2 separate regions of the Anas platyrhynchos genome follow, and region 1 is linked to region 2. Evidence: chromatin contacts called from public Hi-C data. All regions are on one chromosome and are shown on one strand. The core of a region is the stretch at or near the end of the contact, and the rest is flanking DNA. Distances in the headings are between cores, read along the strand shown.

The links. A called contact is a pair of places that touch in the nucleus more often than the background predicts.
Region 1: a Hi-C map of subcutaneous adipose tissue shows a contact between it and region 2, with 2.5 times the contacts expected there. The contact joins the promoter of SEC14L1 here to the enhancer-like site in region 2. A contact is called at or near these places in 6 of 8 Hi-C or Micro-C datasets (F1 follicle, liver, skeletal muscle and 2 more).

What each region holds. Positions count from the first base shown.
Region 1 is chr19:8,172,898-8,176,750 of IASCAAS_PekinDuck_T2T, forward strand. It overlaps SEC14L1 (SEC14 like lipid binding 1), which reads right to left and starts at 1,658. Exons shown (of 16, transcript XM_038165281.2): 1 at 1,524-1,658. LOC101789477 (a long non-coding RNA gene) reads right to left here. Exons shown (of 6, transcript XR_005260079.2): 6 at 3,497-3,853.
Region 2 is chr19:8,137,839-8,141,326 of IASCAAS_PekinDuck_T2T, forward strand. SEC14L1 (SEC14 like lipid binding 1) reads right to left here. Exons shown (of 16, transcript XM_038165281.2): 10 at 2,831-2,901; 11 at 1,011-1,182; 12 at 546-680. Among named protein-coding and RNA genes, the nearest start is that of SEC14L1, 35 kb to the right of the region's middle. Within about 2 kb of position 1,448, at least 1 of the 8 cell types and tissues checked has an H3K27ac peak or open chromatin away from gene starts, as enhancers often do. A contact at or near this core is called in subcutaneous adipose tissue, where this site is marked.

The DNA of each region.
Region 1 (3,853 bases), core at 408-2,907, 35 kb after region 2:
TGAGTATGATATCATGCTTGCAGTTCTATCCGCAACTCCATGAAGACCTTTTTTTTTTTTTTAAATGAAACAACGGGTCTCTGAAAAGCTATGTGTATTTTTGTCGGAAATGACTCGTTATAATTTCTTCCAAAAAAAGACTTGAAATTAGCACATTTTCAGTCCAGTTTTAGTAACAAGCCTTCAACAGACTTGACGACTATTCATCTGGGTGGTGAGACTTCCTGCACTGCTGCTGAGAACCAAACATTAGCACATACAAGCCAAAGGCAGAGAAGCTTTGCCTGGCTCCCCAGCACAGTAACTGGGCTGCTTATGGCTCATTCTGAATTGGGATTAGTTTAAAAAAAAAAAAGTTTTAAAATACTCCAAACTTTAAAAGCCCTCACTTTCAGAAATAATAAAAAAAATATTACAGCAAACTAAGACCATGCATTCCTACATCACTTCCAAATCAAAATAACCAGGATTTTTTAAGAGAGAGGCTTAAGAAATAGCTGGGGAGGAAGCAAACCTTAGAGCAACTACAGATATTCCAACATCATCAGAAAGAAATTCACCAGCGAACCGAACAGGAGCTACTCCAGCAGCGTTATATCTGCTTACCCCAGCAAAGTGTTTGACCCAAACTTTCTTGAAGGCAATTACATTTATTGAAGAATACTGGCAGCCGCGCTTGTAGATGAGAACTCTGGCTGCTAGCCAGCCTAATTTTAGCGAGAAATGGCTTTATTACAATAAGTTAATTTTGCTTTCTTCTTTTTTTTATCCTTTTTTTATTTTTCGAGCGCGTTCTCACATTACCTACAGCACTTCTGGAAGGAGTTACCAACTCGGAGCGCTGAGCGCCGGCACCGCAGCTCCTCGGAAACCCACCAAACCCCGGACTCCCAGGAAATTTAAGGAATTTCCCCGCGGCTGACCCCATCTTCCAACCCCCCCGAAGCAGCAGCAAAGCCCAGCACCCTGCCAAAGCCTCGAGCAAACAAAGAGCCCAGCACCTGCAGCGGGCTGAGGTGCCCGGGGGGGGGCTCGGGGCTGCCCCCGGTAACGGCCTGGAGGGTGCTGGGGGACGACAAGGGGGGGCTGAGGGGACTGAAGGGGGGCTGGAGGGGGTGGAGGAGAGAGGGAAGGGAACGGGGAGAGGGGCTGAGGGGGGACAGAGGGGGCTGAGGGGGAGCTGGGGGGGGGCTGAGGGAAGGGAGCTGGGCGTGGGGCTGAGGTGGGCGGGAGGTGGTTGAGGGGGACGGGGGCTGAGGGGGCACAGAGGGGGTCGGGAGGTGGCTGAGGGAGAATGGGGGGGTGAGAGGGGCTGAGGGGGACCGGGGCTGAAGGGACAGAAGGGGACTGAGGGGACCGGGGGAAGGAGGCGGACGGAAGGTGGCTGTGAGGGACGGGTAGCGGCTGAGGGGACCGGGGGGAGGCTGAGGGAGGACTGGAGGTGGCCGGGGGGGTATTAGAGGTGTCTGAGGAGGCTGAGGGGACCGGGGGGGACCGCGGGACCGCGCCGAGGGCCGCCTTACCGCCTCGCCGCCCGCCGCGCTCTGCCCTCCTCATGCCGGCGCGGGGCAGCGCCGCCGCCGGTTCCGGCGGGGGAGGGGCGGGGGCGCCGCCGCCTGTTGTTACTGGTGACGGGGCGGGGGGGGGAGGGAGCACTGCGCATGCGCGCCCGGCCTCACGATGGGAGGGGGGAGGAGGAGGAGGAGGAGGAGGGAGGCGGGCGCTGTCTCCCCGCGCGGCCGTTTGCGCATGCGCAGTGTGTGAGGGGAGCGTGGTCGCTGAGGGGCTGTGGTCGCCCCCCCCCCCTTTTCCTCACTAAGCGTCCCTCAGCCCAAGCTCGGTGTTAAACCCTTCAGTTCTGCCCCCTCTGTGTGAGGCTTCAGCTGATAATGTTTAATAACGTCCCTCACAAAGGCACGGCTGTGGCTCTGCCGAGCTCCTTATCGTTATCTGCGGCTCCTCAGGGCTTCGAAGTGGGGCAGAGTGCCTCAGGAGGGAGGGGAGAGGTTCGGGGTGAGGCAGGGCGGGGGGACACCGGGAGCTGTGCTGGGTGTGAGGGGACAGGGTAATGGGACAGGGCGTGGGGCAGCACCGCTGGGGTCACCAGGCACTGTGGGGTGACCTGACGGGGGGAACAAGTGGGGAAAAAACTGACCCAAAAGCCTGCCTGAGGCTTGAAGTGGTGAAGGGCTCCAAGAAGGGAGAGAAACTGCCCCCAAAACCTGGCAGGGCTGAAAGAGGGGTGAGAAGCGGTCTGGAAAGCCTGTCCAGGGGCTTGAAATGATGAAGGACTAGCAGCAGGGTGAGAAACTCTCAAAGCCCCTCCTGGGACTTGAAATGGCAAAGGACTGAAGCCTAGCGTCTTCTAGGTATTTTCTCAGGGCAAGCACTGTACCATTTTAGTAGAGATAACAGCAGCCCTGTTTGGGTTCTTTGCCTGAGGAGGAGTAGAAGCCGTCCTGGGACCTGGAGGCACACAGAGCACAGCCCTGCCAGCGCAGTGGGAGCACAGAACCAGGCCTCCAACACGCCTGAGCCGCCACCTGCCTCGCTCTGCTGTCCCCAGGCAGCCATCACCCAGCTCAGGATGCCTCGCAGCTCCACGTGTCTAAACGACAAGCTCCGCTGTCTTAATCCGTGTCTGACACGGCCATAACATGATGTACTGAAAGCAGGAAATACAGCCGTGTTTTGTCCTGTACCAGTGTGTTACAAGCTGTTAAAATAAGGACTTGAAAATTAGGGGCAAACTGTTCTGTTCCCTTCTATGACTCCACCAAGGCGATGCTTTCGCCCTGAATATGTTTTATTATTACCTGCTTGCCTCAAAAAATAAATCTGGCCACTAAAATTTAGTGTCATTATCCTGTCCTTTTGGTGCAATTATTTCTCTAGGAAGGCTGAATTTGTGGTAGCTATTAAGTAGTGAATCAGCTACAGTACTTTCTTACACAAAGCATGTGTCTTAAAGTTAGTCAGGAAAGGCCTGTTGTCTGATCCGAAACTAGTCCTTACAAGTAGTTCTTTAACGTGTTGAGAAATCGTGTCTAAATCTGGTTTCTCTCGTGGCACTTAGCCAGTCACATTCATATAACCAGTTAGCTAGTTAATCTAGTAACTTCATAATTAGATTTAGGTACCTGATTGATATTCCCTGCCATTACGCCTGCAACATCCTTTTCCTGCTCCGAAGGCCTGAGATATAATCCTACCAGTATAGCAGGGCGAGGAATGTACGCCCACTCAGATTCCTCTTTGTTCATAATGCTTCTCCCTTTACAGTCTGGGAAATCTTATTAACCACCTCTATTTCATTTAACCAAATAGCCGTATAACCTGAAAAGCTTCGTTAAGACTCCTAAAGGCATTTGGAGTTTATTGATAAGGTGAAGGCATTATCAATGCATCATTTAATGTTTAAGTCAGTCGTAGTAGGTGTCTTGCCTCTCTTCTGTAGCAATAATCTTAACGAGATAGACACAGCAGAGGAGAGCAGTATGTTTTAAAATGTTTCTATTATTGTTCATATTCCCGATACGCCTTCTCTTATGGAAGCTCCAGCACTGCATCGTTAGAAGGAGTGTAAATAAATGAATAAGTGGGTGAAATGTTTAAGGAATGCTGTGAGGGGTGATAAAAATTTAATCCCAAAGGACACAGGCTGAAAGTGCAAACCGGTATTTTCAGAAAATAAGGAATGCAGCATGCTAGAAATGGAGGGAATATGGGTCTTGTGGAGGTTATGCAAGGTCAGTCACTCCCCACCACGTGAAATTTCCTGGGTTTCATTCCTTCACGTTACAAAGTCTGGTTACACAACTCAAAGCCCAGTCATTTATCCTGTTTCAGGCAA
Region 2 (3,488 bases), core at 198-2,697:
GATTTAAAATATTTGGGAAACTTGTAGCATATTTAATAGTCATCCTTGGTTAGTACAGGGGTTTTTAGACAGCAATTTATATTCTTTAATCTGCCTAAAACCTCCTGCCACCCTGAGATTGCTGAAAACACTGTACGCCAAGCTTTTCAACCTGGGTCATGCACAAGGTCTGCTCCACAATCTTCTTAATGCATCAAGGAACACAATCCTCTTCTTGCTCACTGCTGTACTACCATAGGTACTTTAACCTGACAGGTAACGGACACTGTGCATTTTAACTGTGCCTAGCTATTTTGCTAGTTATTTGAGAATTGCTGTAAAAGTAGTACTGTATTTCTCCTTTGAAAGTGCATCCAGAAGAAAATGCTAACTCTGGAATCCTACATCATAGCTCCCCCCAAAATTAAACATAGTAGAGAAAAGACTGCATTCCAGTCTTTTCTAGGTATCACTCTGTGCTTCTAGGCTTCTTTGTTCAGAGGAATGAGGGAAAAAAAAATAAAATTCACAAATAAGTTGCTATATGCAGTAATTTAAATTCATACCATGCACTCTCCACCAAGGAAATCAGGGATAATTTCTTTATCAATGTAATCCAGCAGTCCCCCAGGACCCTGGTAGTCATTTCCAGCATAAATAAGGAATTTCTTTCTAGTGTTGTCATCAATGAATGGACTAACCTATAAATAAAGAAAAAAACAACAACAAAAAACACAGAATAGATCAGGTTCCCAAATTTTTCTTGAGTAAATTTTGAAGGATCAGTTTGTATGAAGCGCTACCATCCTTGTTATGCAAAATTCACATTATGAAGAAGCTAAATTAATTTACTATATAAGCAAGTTCTTAGGTAGGGTTTTTAAATCCATTCCAGGAATCCCACAAAAGATACATATCCAAACGTTAACATTTCCTGCTAATAAAGTCTGATTTCTGAAGTGCTTTTACAAACTACAAATGTGTAGCAGTGTACTGAGAGAACTGTGAGAGACCTTAAATTACAAACATACCAGTGTCCAAAGAACTGGAAATACTCGAGGCGCTCTCAGGATAAGAAGGCGACCCAAAGTCTCAGGGTAATTAGCTTCAACCACCTCAATGATTCTCAGCAATGCTTTGACGCCAGGTCGCCATAAATGCCGCATGTTCAAGCCTTCTAGATCTACTAGACAGGTCCAAGAGCTAAGTTTCAGAGAGATGAAAAGGGAAAAAAAATAAATCTTAGTGGCATCAAAATTCTCCTGTCTTATGCACATGTCCAGTGTTTTTGAAATGTGTGGACTCCACCGTATGATTTATTTCCCATATTTTAGCTCCGTGTTTTGTACTAACTGTTCACACTGGAGTTATAAATTCTTAGGATGGAAATGTTGTACAGCATGCCAAGCATGCTTACAGAGTATGTGCAATGATCACTCTGCACATCGTGCACATCTCCCCAGACATTTCAAACTCCAGGCAAAGGCTAACACAAAGCCAAAACACAGTGTTGTCAACAGTCAGCCCAGATGTTAAACCATTGCTTTTACTGGGAAATCAACTAAGTGGCTGTGCTGCTACAACATAATCTAACATTCCGGGTGTTGATTTCCTACTAAGACAGTACAGTAAGAGTGCTATTACAACTCAAAGCTAATTCTGTTATCAGATCTCAGGATGGGCAGCTTTTTCCATAGGAACAGATGTGTTCTTAAAACTAAATATCGAGATTCAGCATATGCTCTAGTTATTTTCTAAGCTCCATCTCACCCTGGGCATGGACTCAAGATTTACAGCTGTGCTGCACCAGACAGTATCCACAAAATGATGCACAAGATTCCTATGAAACAGCAAGCACTTCTTCGTTTCACTTTAAATGTTTAATATGTAGTCCTTCAGGACTGCTTCTAGAAATGAAGATTCAGTAGACAGCACAAGTCCACAGTCATACACATGAAACCTACCTCTTGGATTCTATTTCTCACTGGGAGCTAGCACAGCAAGTTCTTTAGCAAGAAAAGATAAGCAGACATACCATGCATCCCTGAACCTTTACAGATTAAGGGAGGGAGTCAGAAATTGAAAAGAGTTCAAGAAACACAGTTTCATTTCAGAGCCAAGTCCTGCATTCATTCCACACCCTTAAATCCACTTTTCAGTTACTGCTCTCCTAAGTGACCCCTAAAATGACTTAAAGATGGGATAGCAAGCCATTTTTGGCTCAACTTTACATGAAGTCATGCAAGCATGTGGAAAACTAAATTGCAGGTTTCACTGGAGCCTCACAACCTTACCTTGATCAATAGTTGAATAACTGCATATAATGAATCGTGGCTGACAGAAGAATGCAAACAAGAATTGAGAGTAATGATCCTTGGTATGGACCATGGATCAAAAAGTGACATGAAAACAATACCTGAAACTACTGGAAAGGTTACACTGTGATATTATCACAGCCTGACCTTACTGGCAGCCTGTACCAACATCTGGCTATAAAATTCCCCAGAATTAGAGATGGGGAGTGGGCTGCATTGCTTTGCAGACTTCCAACAGCGTGCAGAAGCAGAATATTCCATATAGCACCATTATGGGCATGACTGCTGGAGCAAGTATTGTGTTTCCCTCAGGCCTGACCATGCCAATTCACTCAAGTGGTAATTGGAGTAGGTCTCAGTTAACTCTAACTGTGCTTATATATGTATGTGAGACACAGAGCCTACCCTTTGCTTGGTCTATTTAATAAACTGGCCTCAACAGGGTGATATTGCACGATGTTTTGTCCTGTCCACCCCCTACCCTCCCACCACTGTGACCTGGTAATCCCTGAAGAGATCTAATTGATGTATTTTACCTTATTGGTCTGCCAAATACTTTTGTGTTCTCTTCACATCGCCTCAGTCCTTCTTCATTTATAGAAAGAACCTGTCCAAGAAAATATGCTGTTTAGAGAAGAGCCTAAAACTCAGTAGGTAGGATAAGGAAAAAAACGTTCTTAACCAAAGTCTAATTAAAACTACAAGCTCAAAGTGAAAAAAGTATTACGAGAGACTTACAACGACTGATTTTCAGAAAGATTACACAGAATAAAAACCAAAAAAATCAAAAAAATTGCTGATCCTACTTGAATACTTCAGCAAAGAGCTCTATCTGATAACGTGGCATCAGCTTTTTCCAAAGAATAAACTAGAAATCACTGTATTTAGCCCATCGGTTGATCTTGCTGAGAAATAAATATGCCTTTCCTTAAAACCTGGAACATGTAAACAAGATCCTCTTGAAAAGTGAGACCCAGGAATTATACAGACAAGAAACCTCCCTAAGCTTCTGTCCCTTTAAGCTTTGATTTCCTATTTACTCAGAAATTAAAGCCCCTTTCAGCCATAGAAAGTAACCTTGAAACAAAACTAGGGCAAACAAATAAAACTTAATATGTGCCTCGAAAAGCTACTGGAAGAGAAAAAGTAGAATTCAAACCCTGCTTCTAGTAGTTACTACGGCCATGACTGTCA